4 separate regions of the Sus scrofa genome follow, and regions 2, 3 and 4 are each linked to region 1. The links are chromatin contacts, called in public Hi-C and targeted proximity ligation maps. All regions are on one chromosome and are shown on one strand. The core of a region is the stretch at or near the end of the contact, and the rest is flanking DNA. Distances in the headings are between cores, read along the strand shown. Region 1 has its middle 76 kb from the start of RBFOX2. Region 2 overlaps RBFOX2 (RNA binding protein, fox-1 homolog (C. elegans) 2). Region 3 overlaps LOC100518305 (apolipoprotein L6). Region 4 has its middle 200 kb from the start of RBFOX2.

Region 1 (3,009 bases), core at 474-2,973:
TTTATTGAGTAACGTCTGTGTGCCAGGTGTCATAATAATCATTTACATAGACTCTCCCACTTAATTTTTATAATAACCACATGTGTTAGATGCATTAGGTGGTGGTTTCCCTGTTTTACAGAAGTGGAACCTGAGAGCCAGACTTAAAGTAACTTGTTCAGAGGTTTCAGTTGGAACAGATTTGATCAAGCTCCCAAATCTGTGCTTTTTTTTATAGTATCATTTATCTTCATAACATTTTTCTTTCTTTTTTTTTTTTTGGCCATGCCTGTGGCATGTGTAAGTTCCCAGGCCAGGAATGAAATCTCTGCCACAGCAGCGACCCGAGACACTGCCCTGACAACGGTGGGTCCTTAACCTGCTGAGCCACAAGGGAGCTCCCTATTTTCATTCTTTTTTCATGGTGTGGCAGGCCATTAGCCACTGCTGGCGGTGGGGTGGGGGGTGGTTTTATTATCTCTTCAGGAACACTGGGAAACCAGCTGTGGAAGGAAGGACAGTAAAGTCATAATGGAGCAGGAATAGACTCTAAGATTCAGCAAAGCTACCACCCAGCCCAGCAGCCCAGCTATCTTGGGAAAGGGGAACAGGAGGTGGATAGGAAGGAGCAAGGGCAGGGGAGGGTCAGGAGAGTCAGCTCTCCCTCATTAAATGTCGCTTCCTAAAGGAGGTTGTAATTCCTTCGAGGCCTCTTTTAACAGATTTATTGAGATAGAAATTTTGTGTTTTTTTTGTCTTTTTGTCTTTTCTGGGGCCGCACCTGCGGCATATGGAGGTTCCCAGGCTAGGGGTCTAATCAGAGTTGTAGCCACCGGCCTACATCACAGCCACTGCAACGCCAGATCTGTGCCAAGTCTGCAATCTACACCACAGCTCACGGCAATGCCGGATCCTTAACCCGCTGAGCAAGGCCAGGGATCAAACCTACAACCTCATGGTTCCTAGTTGGATTCGTTGACCACTGAGCCACGATGGGAACTCCTGAGAGATAATTTGGTATTCTACAATTCACTCATTGAAAACACACAACTCGGTGGCTTTTTTAGTATGTTCTTGGAGTCTTTGTCATGCCAAAAAGACGCCATGTACCTCTTGGTCATCATTTTCTGATTCCTCTGTCCTCCTCGGCCCCCCAAACTCTAGGCAACCATGGTCTACTTTCTCTCTCTATAGATTCTTCCTGTTCTGGATATTTCATATAAATAGACTCAATATAATGTGCAGGGTGTTGTTTCTGTCCTCTTTTGCTGAGCAGAATGTCTTCAGGGCCCCTTCATGTTGTAGCATTTATCAGGACTTTATTCTTTTTTGTTGCTAAATAATATTCTGTTGTATGGACACATCATATTTTTACTTTTATAAATAAGAGAAAGGAAAAGAGAAGAGGAAGGGAAGAGAAAGCTAAAGGGAATGAGACAAGTAAGAATCCTTCCCAATTTAAAGTGGACGGAATAGGCCCTGCTGTGAGAAGCAAACCCATCATCCCTCTTGAGGACTTGTAACCAAAGGCAAAGGTAAATAGGACACTTGGCATCTGTGGCTTCATGAGCCATTTGTAGCCCAGTGGCAGCTCTTGTGACCTGGACGTGTGCAGCATTCAGGGAGCTCATTGTGCACATCTTGTGTGTTGGCCAGTGTCATTGCCCCTACAATACCTCGTGTGGAAATGGAGAGGCCTTTGCTGATCTAATCTGGATACATTTCCCTTGGTTACTGCAGCTCTGTGTCCCCAGAGAGTCCTCGCTAAAGAGCTGCCAGTTTGTTGAGTGCTGGCAGCTGCAAGATTATTCCTGACTGTCCGATTTGTTCAGTGGAGATGACACCCATCTTTCAGGTCCTGATCCATTGGCCAGAAATAGCAACCGTCATTCCCATATTTTTGGAATGAGTGCTTACCCTAAGGTCCCCTGTCCGTCCTTCTCAGCGTAGTGTTCAGAGGGCCCTTTTAGCTAGCCATGTGCCCTTCCGGGCTCCAGGTAGCTTTACTGTGGTCCCGTTGCTTTCTCTTGCTTTCTTTCCTGGTTTACCTGCCAAGGAACAGAGAGTCCTGACCTTCATGAAATGAATGGTCAGGGTTAGGGCTGTTAGTTGCAGCACCTTTCAGCGTGTGGCTGGCTTTCCACTGTGTCTGAACTTTCAGGATAGTTCAGAGAGTGGCTTGTTATCACTTGTCCTAATCCCCTGGCTCTTCTGTGGCACGTCTCCCCTAACGCGGGAACAAGAACCAGGGTAGGCATCAGAGGAGGTGTGGCCCTCAGGTCGTAAATCAGGTGTCAGAGCTGGATTTCGTCACGGTGCCCTTGTGCTGCAGGTGGGGAAACTGAGTCCAGAGAGGTGAGGTGACTTACCCAAGGCTTATATTCGTGGAGCTCTTGCCAGTGGCAGAGCTGCGTGTGTGACACCAAGCCCTTACTCTCAGTTCAGTGCTTTTCCTTAGTGTGACACTGTGACCTGGTGGATGCACTCATGATTAGAGGGCGGCTTAGGCTCGCTCCACGCCATCAGCAGCGTGGGCTTTAAGGTGTATGTGAGGCTTTGACGGGTGGGGGCTGTGATGGGGAAAATCTAGAAGCGAGAAAGAGCGAGAGCACCGGTGGATGAGTTTGGGTGCCACCAAGGGAAAGAACCCAGCTCCTTGGGCCTTCCCCAGGGCGCCGTGTCCGAGGGGCGTACGTGCTTTTGATTACATGGTTGTGATTCCTGAGAGCCCCGGGTCTGCTTGCCAGGAAATCTGTATGCTGCTGCTCCCGCCCAACAAACGGTCGCCCTGTGGTGCCTGCCTGGAAAGGTTTGCGTGTGGCTGTGGCTCTGTGCACGGGCTGACTTTGGCCTGATGGGGCCTCGCCTCCCAGCACGCCTGTGCCAGGACCCTGACCCAGCCATGCAGTGTGACCCAAACTGCTGGGACCAGGACTAAAAGCAGCGCCTCCCTGCACAGTGGAACACAAGCTGCGTGGAAGTTCCCTGCTGAGACCCCCCCCCCAGAACTGTCCCCTCCTCCTCATCACT
Region 2 (3,010 bases), core at 348-2,847, 140 kb after region 1:
TGGCAGCTGTAGCTCGATTCAGCCTCTAGCCTGGGATCCTCCATGTGCTGCACAGGAGTGGCCCTAAAAGGACAACAAAATAAAAATAACATATCTACAGAATTACATATACCTCCTGCCCCCATCTCTGCTAATGAAAATGTGTGCACTTTTCTAATGCTCCTGACTATTATTCCCTTCCTTTATAGAATGCATCAACACTAAAAGTGTTTAATTCTGACTGTAATCATTATTTGTTAATTATTAAAGAGGTAATTATACCCTAAGCTTCCAGTTTTCAGTTAAAACAAAAAAAAAATAATATGCTTATACAGAATTTTCTCCAGCACTTAACTTGGTAAGTATTTTTAAAGTGACATCTATTCAAGCTGTAACCAGTAAAACAATTTATACTTGTAATTTCCTCACAATGGATTTCTGTTCCTTTGTTGAATAGTTTGCTTTTATTTTTTACGACCTTTTTAGATACAAGATAGAAAAATAACAATGGTTTAGAGATGAGAAGCACATGAATGTGAAATCAGGAAAATTATTGACCACACTGTTTATCTTAAACTGATAGTTAAAATATTTTTTGTTTTAAGTGTATGTGTCTGGAATATTCTTAGTGAGACTAACAACCGGAAGCCCAGTATAATTCCATCAGGCATTGAGGACTTGCTCCTTACCAAGAAAATAATTTGATTGAATTCTTGTGAAGCAAAGGAAATTGATCTTTCTAAGGCTTCTTCCATTGACTTCAAGGATTTGCCTACTACCCAAAATTTTTTAATTTACCCAATTCAATTGCTTCTCCCCTGTAATTTTCTTTTTAAATGACACAAGCCTTCCTTTTCTCTTTTCTCAAAACCCAGAGTATATGCTGCTTCTCTCAGCTTGATGCTGTGTCCTCACTGCCCCTTTTTCTTTGGGCTGCTGAAGGGTAGTCAGACCATGTACTAATTGGAAAATGTTTTTAGAACAAAGTACAGAATTCAGAATTACCTTCCAGAACTGGTACAAAACCTGACTTCATCTTTGCCCTTCTTAACTGTTATCTAAAGTTCTTTGCTGGAATGGGCTAGAGATTAATTTTGGCATCAAAACCTAGATGCCCCTTCTGGAATCCACCTAAGATAAATTAATGAGTATTTTTCTTTTTGTAAATTAAGTTTAGTTTCTCGTTTCTTTTGTGTCTAAAATTACAGTATGTCTTGAAAGGAATCAGAGAAGAAGAGACTCCTGTGGTTCCATTGTTAAGAATTGCTCACTCTTGGAGGGTTTTTTGGCTCAGTAGGTTAAGGATCCAACATTGGCACTGAAGCAGTGGCATGGATCTGACCCCTGGCCCAGGAACTTCCACATTCCACGTGCCTCAGGCATGGCCAAAAAAAAGAATTGCTCAGTCTTAACAGAGTGCTTTTCTGTACAGAAATTAGCTTTATTGAATTTTTTTTTGAAACAGTAATGGAAAAGCCAAGTTTTTAGAGATAAGTAATATTTACAGTAGAACAGTTTTTAACCAAATAAATGACCACAAAACAAAAAGCAATCCTTTGTTACACCATGTCTTATTCTGATGAAATTCTTGGCCCTGGTTTTGAGATGATACTCGGTTGTACACATAAGTGAACACTGTTTTTCTGCCCTGCCCTTTCCTTCCCCGCCTGTGGTGTTCTACCTTCCAGCTTGCCTGGAGAGTAGATTTTCTGTGCTCCAGGAGGTGGTCGTTTCTCTGTTGTTGACTATTTTCCTTCTTTCTTCTTTGACCTTCATATTCCAAATTTTATTTTTATGGAGTGAATTTAAATCATTTATGTGCACATGTGTATATAGATATATAAATTATTTCATGTGATTTTTGAAAATCATCTTTTTACTCCCCACTCCTTTATAAAAAACAATCAGCCATTTAATTTTTCTTTGATTAACTGAAGCAAAATAGACCATCTTTTTGAAAATGTTCAGTTAAGATATGTGATGAAAAATGGCACCCCTAACAAAAAATTAACTAACATATTCAAATAGAATCTAGGAAAATGGGAGATCCCGTCGTGGCTCAGTGGGTAATGAATCCAACTAAGAACCATGAGCTTGAGGGTTCGATCCCTGGCCTTGCTCAGTGGGTTAAGGATCCAGCGTTGCCGTGAGCTGTGGTGTAGGTTGCAGATGCGGCTCAGATCCCTCGTTGCTGTGGCTCTGGCATAGGCTGGTGGCTGCAGCTCTGATTAGACCCCTAGCCTGGGAACCTCCATATACCATGGGAGCAGCCCTAGAAATGGCAAAAAGACCAAAAAAAAAAAAAAAAAAAAAAAAGAATCTGGAAAAATGACTATACAGCTATGCATAGCTTTATTGATTTTCCAGATTGCACCGGTCATGACAAAGTATTAATACAAACAGTAAGAAGATACTGTAGAGAGAGCAGCCATATACCCTCATTTATCCTACATAGTTCCCAGTTTATACCTGTTGCCATAGCATAATTATTAATAATATCCCCTCTCTCCCTCAAAGTGCCCTAGTTTGAACAATAAATTATATTGCCACTCTCCTTGTAGATCCTTTGAGTAACAACTTTTCAAAAGCACTTTTTAAGGAAGCATTATAAAAAAAGACAAACATGAATTAGAAATAGGAAGGAAAAAAGCATGCACAATTCATTAAGGAGAATATTCACAATATTCTCGTGCATTTCCTTCCAGTCTTTCTTCTCAGAGTCTTAAACAGAACCCTAAACAGTGGTCACCTTGTTTAATAACCAGGACTCTTCACTGTGTATTCTCTGCTGGATACTTTTTTTGTATTCTTTTTTTTTTTTCAATTTTATGATTATTGTTTCCATTATAGTTGATTTACAGTGCTCTGTCAATTTCTACTGTATGGCAAAGTGACCCAGCCATATATATATATCACATTATCCTCCATCATGTTCCATCACAATCTGCTGGATACTTTTAGGGACAGAGAGTTTATTCCGTTGTTGAAATTCAGACCTTTCACCATCCTGTTCATTATCACTCAGTCCTAT
Region 3 (3,059 bases), core at 488-2,987, 190 kb after region 1:
CACAAGGCCACTGAGGCCAAGGATGACAACTTAAAAATGCCAGGATCCTAAGACCCTTAGCTCCACGCTAGCAAACAGCGCAGGCAAAGTCACATGACCGAGTCCTGACCAATCACAGTGCGCCCCTGGACTTTTGCCCCGCCCCTTTCCACCTGGGCGCCCCCAGCCAGGGGACCACACATACGAGGGTGCTGAGGCCATGGTGCCTGAACCTGGCTGCAAGCCTGTTTGAGAAATGGAAAGACAGATGCCTGATGACATCATTTTCATCCTCTGGATCCAGGCACGCCTGAAGCCCACGGTTGCCTTAAGCTTTTTAAGTACATGAACCAATAAATTCCTTTCTTTTGCAGAAGCTAGTTTGAGCTGACTTTGGCTACATAACAAAGTGATGACTAATATATGTCCAACTAAAATATTATGTATGTACAGTCAGGAGAGTATTTTGCAACATAAAGAAAAAATGTCTATAAAAACTAAGGAGGAGTTCCCGGCCTGGCACAGTGGAAACAAATCTGACTAGGAACCACAAGGTTTCGTGTTCAGTTCCTGGCCTTGCTCAGTGGGTTAAGGATCCAGCGTTGCCATGAGCTATGGTGTAGGTCGCAGACGAGGCTCAGATCTGGTGTTGCTGTGGCTGTGGCGTAGGCCAGCGGCTATAGCTCTGATTTGACCCCTAGCCTGAGAACCTCCATATGCTGCAGGTACGGCCCTAAAAAGGAAAGAAAGAAAAGAAAGAAAGAAAGGAAGGAAGGAAGGAAGAAAGAGAGAGAAAGACAGACTAAGTGAAAGGTGGAATGGTAGAAAATATTGTTCAGTGAAAACAGCAAAGTTACAGATCTGTAAGCAAATGAGAGAATTGAGAATGAAAGAGAAAGAAAATTCAGTGGGTTACAAAAAAAAAAATCTATTTCACCGGGCAGCCTTGGGTGGGTGGGTGGGTGCTGTCCCCAGCAGGCAGTGACATCCAAAGCAAGCAAAAGAACAGCACAGGAAGAAAGTTCTATGCCAAAATTCCAGCCATTGTCATCCTGGATTGGGACGCTGTTTCCACCCCCAGTCCTTCCTTCCTTCTTTCTTCCTTCCTTCCTTTTTTTTCTTTCTTGTCTTTCTTTCTCTCTCTCTCTCCCTCTCTCCCTTCCTCCCTCCCTCCCTTTCTTTCTTTCTTTTTTGGCCAAGCCCTCGGCATATGGAAGTCCCTGGGCCAGGGATCGAACCTGTGCCACAGCAGCAACCAGAGCCACTGCAGCCACAACACCAAAACCTTAACCCGTTGCGCCACAAGAGAACTTCTAACCCCATCTTTACTTTCCTAAATTTTAAAGTTGCATTTCATCAGCCAGGCACTACTTTCAAAATAGTGGCTGAAACAGAGAAGAAAAAATAGGTGTGAGATGGGCGACTGGGGCCAGGAGAGTTCCTGCAGCTTCCGAGGTCCTGAGAAGTTTCGAGAACTTGGGTCCTGGGGACGATGGAGGAGTTCCTTCCTGAGCAGAATCTGATCGAGCAGGTGTGAGTGACATCTTTTATGGGCAAACCCAGGATCTTCTCCAGCCATTACTGCCCAGGTGCAGGAGGAGGATGGAAAGGCAACAGGGGGTGAGTTGATATAAAAGAGAGCAGGCAACAAACCCTTCATCCAGGAACCCTTCTGTCTCGGGTCACCACTTACCGTCGAGCCCGGCGTCAAAGGATGCATGTTGAACACCCACTAGCGACGGGCGACTGGCAGTGCACGCAAGTGCATGCGAGGCCAGAGGGGTGAAGGGAATGAGTCACAGGAAGGAGGGAGGGGACAGGCCGACCTCCACTAAGTGACAGTGACACTCTCTAGCTAACAGCGCCCTTAGGCCCCCATGGACCTCCGTCCAGCCACCTCCTCTGCCAGCCTTGCCCATCCCCCACCTGGCCCCCTTGTATCCCCTCAGCGGCCCCTGGGCTCAACTGTCTTGTCCTCTCTGTCACCTGGGATCCTGCTTCCCCACGCCTGGCCGGGGGCGAGACACAGTCCCCGTGGTTCCCTCCAAAGCGGAGCTCAAAGGCTTTTCTTCCTGCGAGAGTTTCTGGAAAGAAACAGAAAAACCAATCAGAGGAAAGCTTCTGAAGGCTCCCGGGTGGCAGGGTGTGGCGATCCAGGCTCGGAGGTCAGGCTCCCCGGCTGGTATCCTGACTCTCCCTGCACGTGGCTGCCAGCACTTGGCAAATTCCATAAGCTCCCTGTCCCAACAGAGCCCCACACGCCGGGGCTCAAGCAACAGAAATGTCTTTTCGCAGAGTTCTGGAGGCTGCCAGCCCCAGATCCAGGCACCGGCTGATTCAGCTCCTGGGGAGGGCTCTTCCTGGCTTGCCGCCTTGTCCCCATGTGGCCTTTCCTCTGCACTGGTGCAGGCAGAGAGAGAGCTCTGTGTTTCCTCCTCCTCCTCTTTTTTTTTTAAATTTTTATTTATTTATTTATTTTTTGGCTTTTTAGGGCCCCACCCACAGCATACAGATGTTTCCAGACTAGGGGTCGAATGGGAGCTGCAGCTGCCGGCCACAGCCACAGCCACAGCAAAGCGGGAGCCCAGCTGTGCCTACGACCTACACCCCAGCTCACGGCAATGCCGGATCCTTAACCTGAGCCAGACCAGAGATCGAACCCCCATTCTCATGGTTGCTAGTCAGGTGCATTACCACTAAGCCACAGCAGGAACTCCCTCCTCCTCCTTTTCAAGGACACCAGCACCCTAGGTTAAGGGCCCTGCCCCCACAACTTCATTCAACTCCAATCACCTCCCAAAGGCCTGGTCTCCAAAACCTCAGCTTGGGGCTTAGAGCTGCCACATCTAAATGTTAAGGGGATGAATTCCAGTCCATGACCCTCCCTGTGGCTCAGTGTCCTCTTCTGTGCAACCCGGAAGACCCTCTTCCCAGCACGTGGACCTCAAGGAGCACCGAGGGAGACGCAGACACCAGCAGGCCTGCCCAGGACCTGTGTCACTGTCTCCAAGATGATCTGTTTGGACCTCCAGGGCCACCGGACACCCCCCATCTTCAGGAAACATCCATGCAAACTCCAC
Region 4 (3,000 bases), core at 134-2,633, 130 kb before region 1:
GGAGGGGACGCCCCCTGAAGCATGTCCTAGGGAGGGGTGTGATCACCCATCCTCACAGGCCTCTACGTGGTCTTTGTTCACTGCATCATTCGGGATTCAACAGGGGAAACATGACCAGTAGGATATTGAGAGATGTATTGCAAGGAATTGATTTATGCAGTTGTGGGAGCTGGTAGGCATGCCCAGAATCTCTAGGGCAGGTTGTCAGGAAGGCAGGGACTCTCAAACATGAGCTGCAACTGCGGTCCATGGGTGGAATTTCTTCTTCAACGAAGCTTCAGTTCTGCTCTCAAAGCCTTCCCAGGAGTTCCCATTGTGGCTCAGCGGGTTAAGAACCTGACTAGTACCCATGAGGATTCGGGTTCCGTCCCTGGCCTCCCTCAGTGGGTTAAGGATCCTGTGTTGCTGCAAGCTGTGGCACAGGTCACAAACACGAGTGGATGTGGCAGTTGCTGTGGCTGTGGCCTAGGCCTCAGATGCAGCGCTGATTCCAACCCTAGCCTGGGAGCTTCCATATGCCACAGATATGGCCCTTCAAAGGAAAAGACGAAAAGTAAACTGATTGTAGATTAATCATTATCTATGAAATACTTCACACCAACACCTAGTGTTTGATCAACTGAGCCCATAGCCTCCCCTGAGACATAAATCGGACCACAACGGTCATCATTTCAACCTGTGTTCCTCCCGGCCAGCCTCCGGGGGGTGGGGGCCTCAGGCCAGAGGGCCTCCTCACAACCAGCTCCCGGTGAGGAAGAGCGGGCCTGCAGGGCCACCTCGCCTGGACTTGAACCCTGCTCTGCCCTCAGTAGCTGTGGGACATCGGGCAATCACTTAACCTCCCCAAGCCTGACTGTGAAATGGGGCTGATAGCAGTATCTGCCTCATACCGTTGCTGTGCGGATCAAAGGCGCAGGCATATGTGAAAAGTGCTTATAACAGTGGCCCACAGGGAACGGTCAGTAAATAGTCTCTCCTCCTGCTCCCTCCCCGTGCTGGATGCTGGAACTCTGGGGTCTCAGATCTCCAGCTTTCAGAGGGAGCTGTAGATTTCCCTGCCCTGAGCGCCTGGAGAAGGAGACAGTGAAGCACATGGGCCGCTCACCCTCAAACCCTTCCTGGCAGCATCCCCCCCCCCCCCCCGCCCGCGCCGCGCCCCATCCCACCTCGGAAGAAATAGGGGAAACGGATAGGAAACAACCTTTCGGATCCCTGGCCGCTTTACTATGGTTCAGAGGGTAACACAAAGGGAAGCCGTTTCCTCTCCCTCTCATTCAAAAGGTACCGTTTGGACGGGCTTTCCGGGGCTCCCGCGCCTCCTAAGCAGAGCGGAGCCCCAGCACCTCTTTACGCAGCGGGAGGGAGCCGGCAGCCGACGGCCTCTAGGGGGCGCTCCGCCCGCAGGCAGCGCGCGGGCCGCGACTCCAGCATGTGTCCGCACCCCTGCGCGTTCTTGGAAAATGCAAGGAAAACGCGGCGCTCCCAGTAATGAAATGGGTAGGGACCTCCAGAGCTTGCGATTCGGGGTAATACTGCGGTCGCGGTTTCATTTGCATGGACAGCCGAGGGGACGCCGGTCACGTGACCGTCTCGTTTCCTAGCCCGGCTGGGAGTTCTTTGGAGCCAGGCTTGTTCGACCTCTGCCCGCCTCACTTTAGTCCCAGAATAAAAAGGTCTTTAGATTGATCGTGCCTCTCTCCCTTTTTCCTGATGTAGCTTCTTTTGGCCTCTGCAGACCACTCTGTGATGTCTGACTGGAAGGCAGCCCTTGTGAGTCCCCAGGGTCTGATGTTTTCAAGGACTCTGTGGTTAAATCACCCGGGGATCACCAGGCCTTGCCTCTCCGTTAATGAGGCTTAATTTGAGCCGCAGTGACTGACACTGGCCAGGGCAGACTGGAGGGATAGCAGAAGATCGGGATAAAAAAACCAACACCTCTTAGGATTTTGTTAAAAATATTTTCCCCTTTACCAACTCCCCAGCCAGGGCTTTTGGACCAAACTGGTGTCCTCAGATTCCAGCTCTGCCTGGAAGGTCAACAGACAGCCCCTGGTCCCCTGACCCTATGGGCCTTTCAGTGAGTTCATCAGAAACTGCATGCACCTCGGGCCCCAAAGGCCCCCACCATGCATGAAGACAGGGAGGCTGGGGTCAGGGAAGGAGCCTAAGTTTTAGAAACAAGCAAACCTGAGACCAGGGCACCGATCTTGTTTCTGTTTATACACAGGACCCTGGTTAGTTCTTAAGTTCTGTGAGCCTTGGTTTTCCCAACTGTAAAATAAGCAGGTCTGGGGTAGCGGAAATCGGGTCTATTTTGGGGCACATTAAGCTTGATGCCCACTTGACCATCAGCCAAGACTAAAAAGAATACAGATGAAAGTGATGCTTGCTGAGGTAGGAATAATGGTAGGGCAGGGGTGGATAATCAGCACATCCTGACATTTCTACTTCTGGAATATTCCTTCTCCAAATCCTTTCCTCTCCCATCCCGGTTGCTACACTCATTATTCTCTCCTCATCACGTTTCATTCCCTGGCTGGAGTACCTGCCTGCAACCTGGTTCCACTTTCACCTGGCTTCCACATTGCTTCTAGAAGGATCTTTTGAGAACAAAATCTCTTCTCTTGTTCCAATTTGCTGCTGACTGCTCTTTGCTTGCATTAATCAAATGTTTCGTCCTTAGATTCTCTTTGCAATCTTTTTTTTTTTTTTTGTCTTTTTGTCTTTTTGTCTTTTTTAGGGCCGCACCCACGGCATATGGATGTTCCCAGGCTAGGGGTCCAATTGGAGCTGTAGCCGCCAGCCTACACCAGAGCCACAGCAATGCGGGATCTGAGCCACATCTTGGACCTGAATGGTTACTGTATTAGATATTAAAAGTGGAATTCCCTTGTGGCTCAGTGGGTTAAGGATCCAGTATTGTCACTGTAGTGCCTCAGGTCTTGCCATAAACACGGCCCAAAAAAGAGAAAGGAATGAAAAGTAAGAATATTTTAAATA

What was found. A called contact is a pair of places that touch in the nucleus more often than the background predicts.
Region 2: a contact with region 1 is called in a Hi-C map of liver, with 14 times the contacts expected there. A contact is called at or near these places in 1 of 47 Hi-C or Micro-C datasets (liver) and 1 of 2 datasets of targeted methods (skeletal muscle).
Region 3: a targeted proximity ligation map of skeletal muscle shows a contact between it and region 1. A contact is called at or near these places in 3 of 47 Hi-C or Micro-C datasets (embryonic fibroblasts, epiblast stem cells and liver) and 1 of 2 datasets of targeted methods (skeletal muscle).
Region 4: a contact with region 1 is called in a targeted proximity ligation map of skeletal muscle, with 3 times the contacts expected there. A contact is called at or near these places in 14 of 47 Hi-C or Micro-C datasets (adipose tissue, alveolar macrophages, embryonic fibroblasts and 10 more) and 1 of 2 datasets of targeted methods (skeletal muscle).

Annotation. Positions count from the first base shown.
Region 1 is chr5:11,731,803-11,734,811 of Sscrofa11.1, forward strand. It overlaps a transcript of RBFOX2 not described here. Among named protein-coding and RNA genes, the nearest start is that of RBFOX2, 76 kb to the right of the region's middle.
Region 2 is chr5:11,867,279-11,870,288 of Sscrofa11.1, forward strand. The region is part of intron 4 of RBFOX2 (RNA binding protein, fox-1 homolog (C. elegans) 2); the gene reads left to right. Among named protein-coding and RNA genes, the nearest start is that of RBFOX2, 60 kb to the left of the region's middle.
Region 3 is chr5:11,918,829-11,921,887 of Sscrofa11.1, forward strand. LOC100518305 (apolipoprotein L6) reads right to left here. Exons shown (of 6, transcript XM_003126069.6): 5 at 1,966-2,063; 6 at 1,291-1,560. The coding sequence ends at 1,527. Among named protein-coding and RNA genes, the nearest start is that of SYN3, 97 kb to the right of the region's middle.
Region 4 is chr5:11,603,333-11,606,332 of Sscrofa11.1, forward strand. No RefSeq gene overlaps it. Among named protein-coding and RNA genes, the nearest start is that of RBFOX2, 200 kb to the right of the region's middle.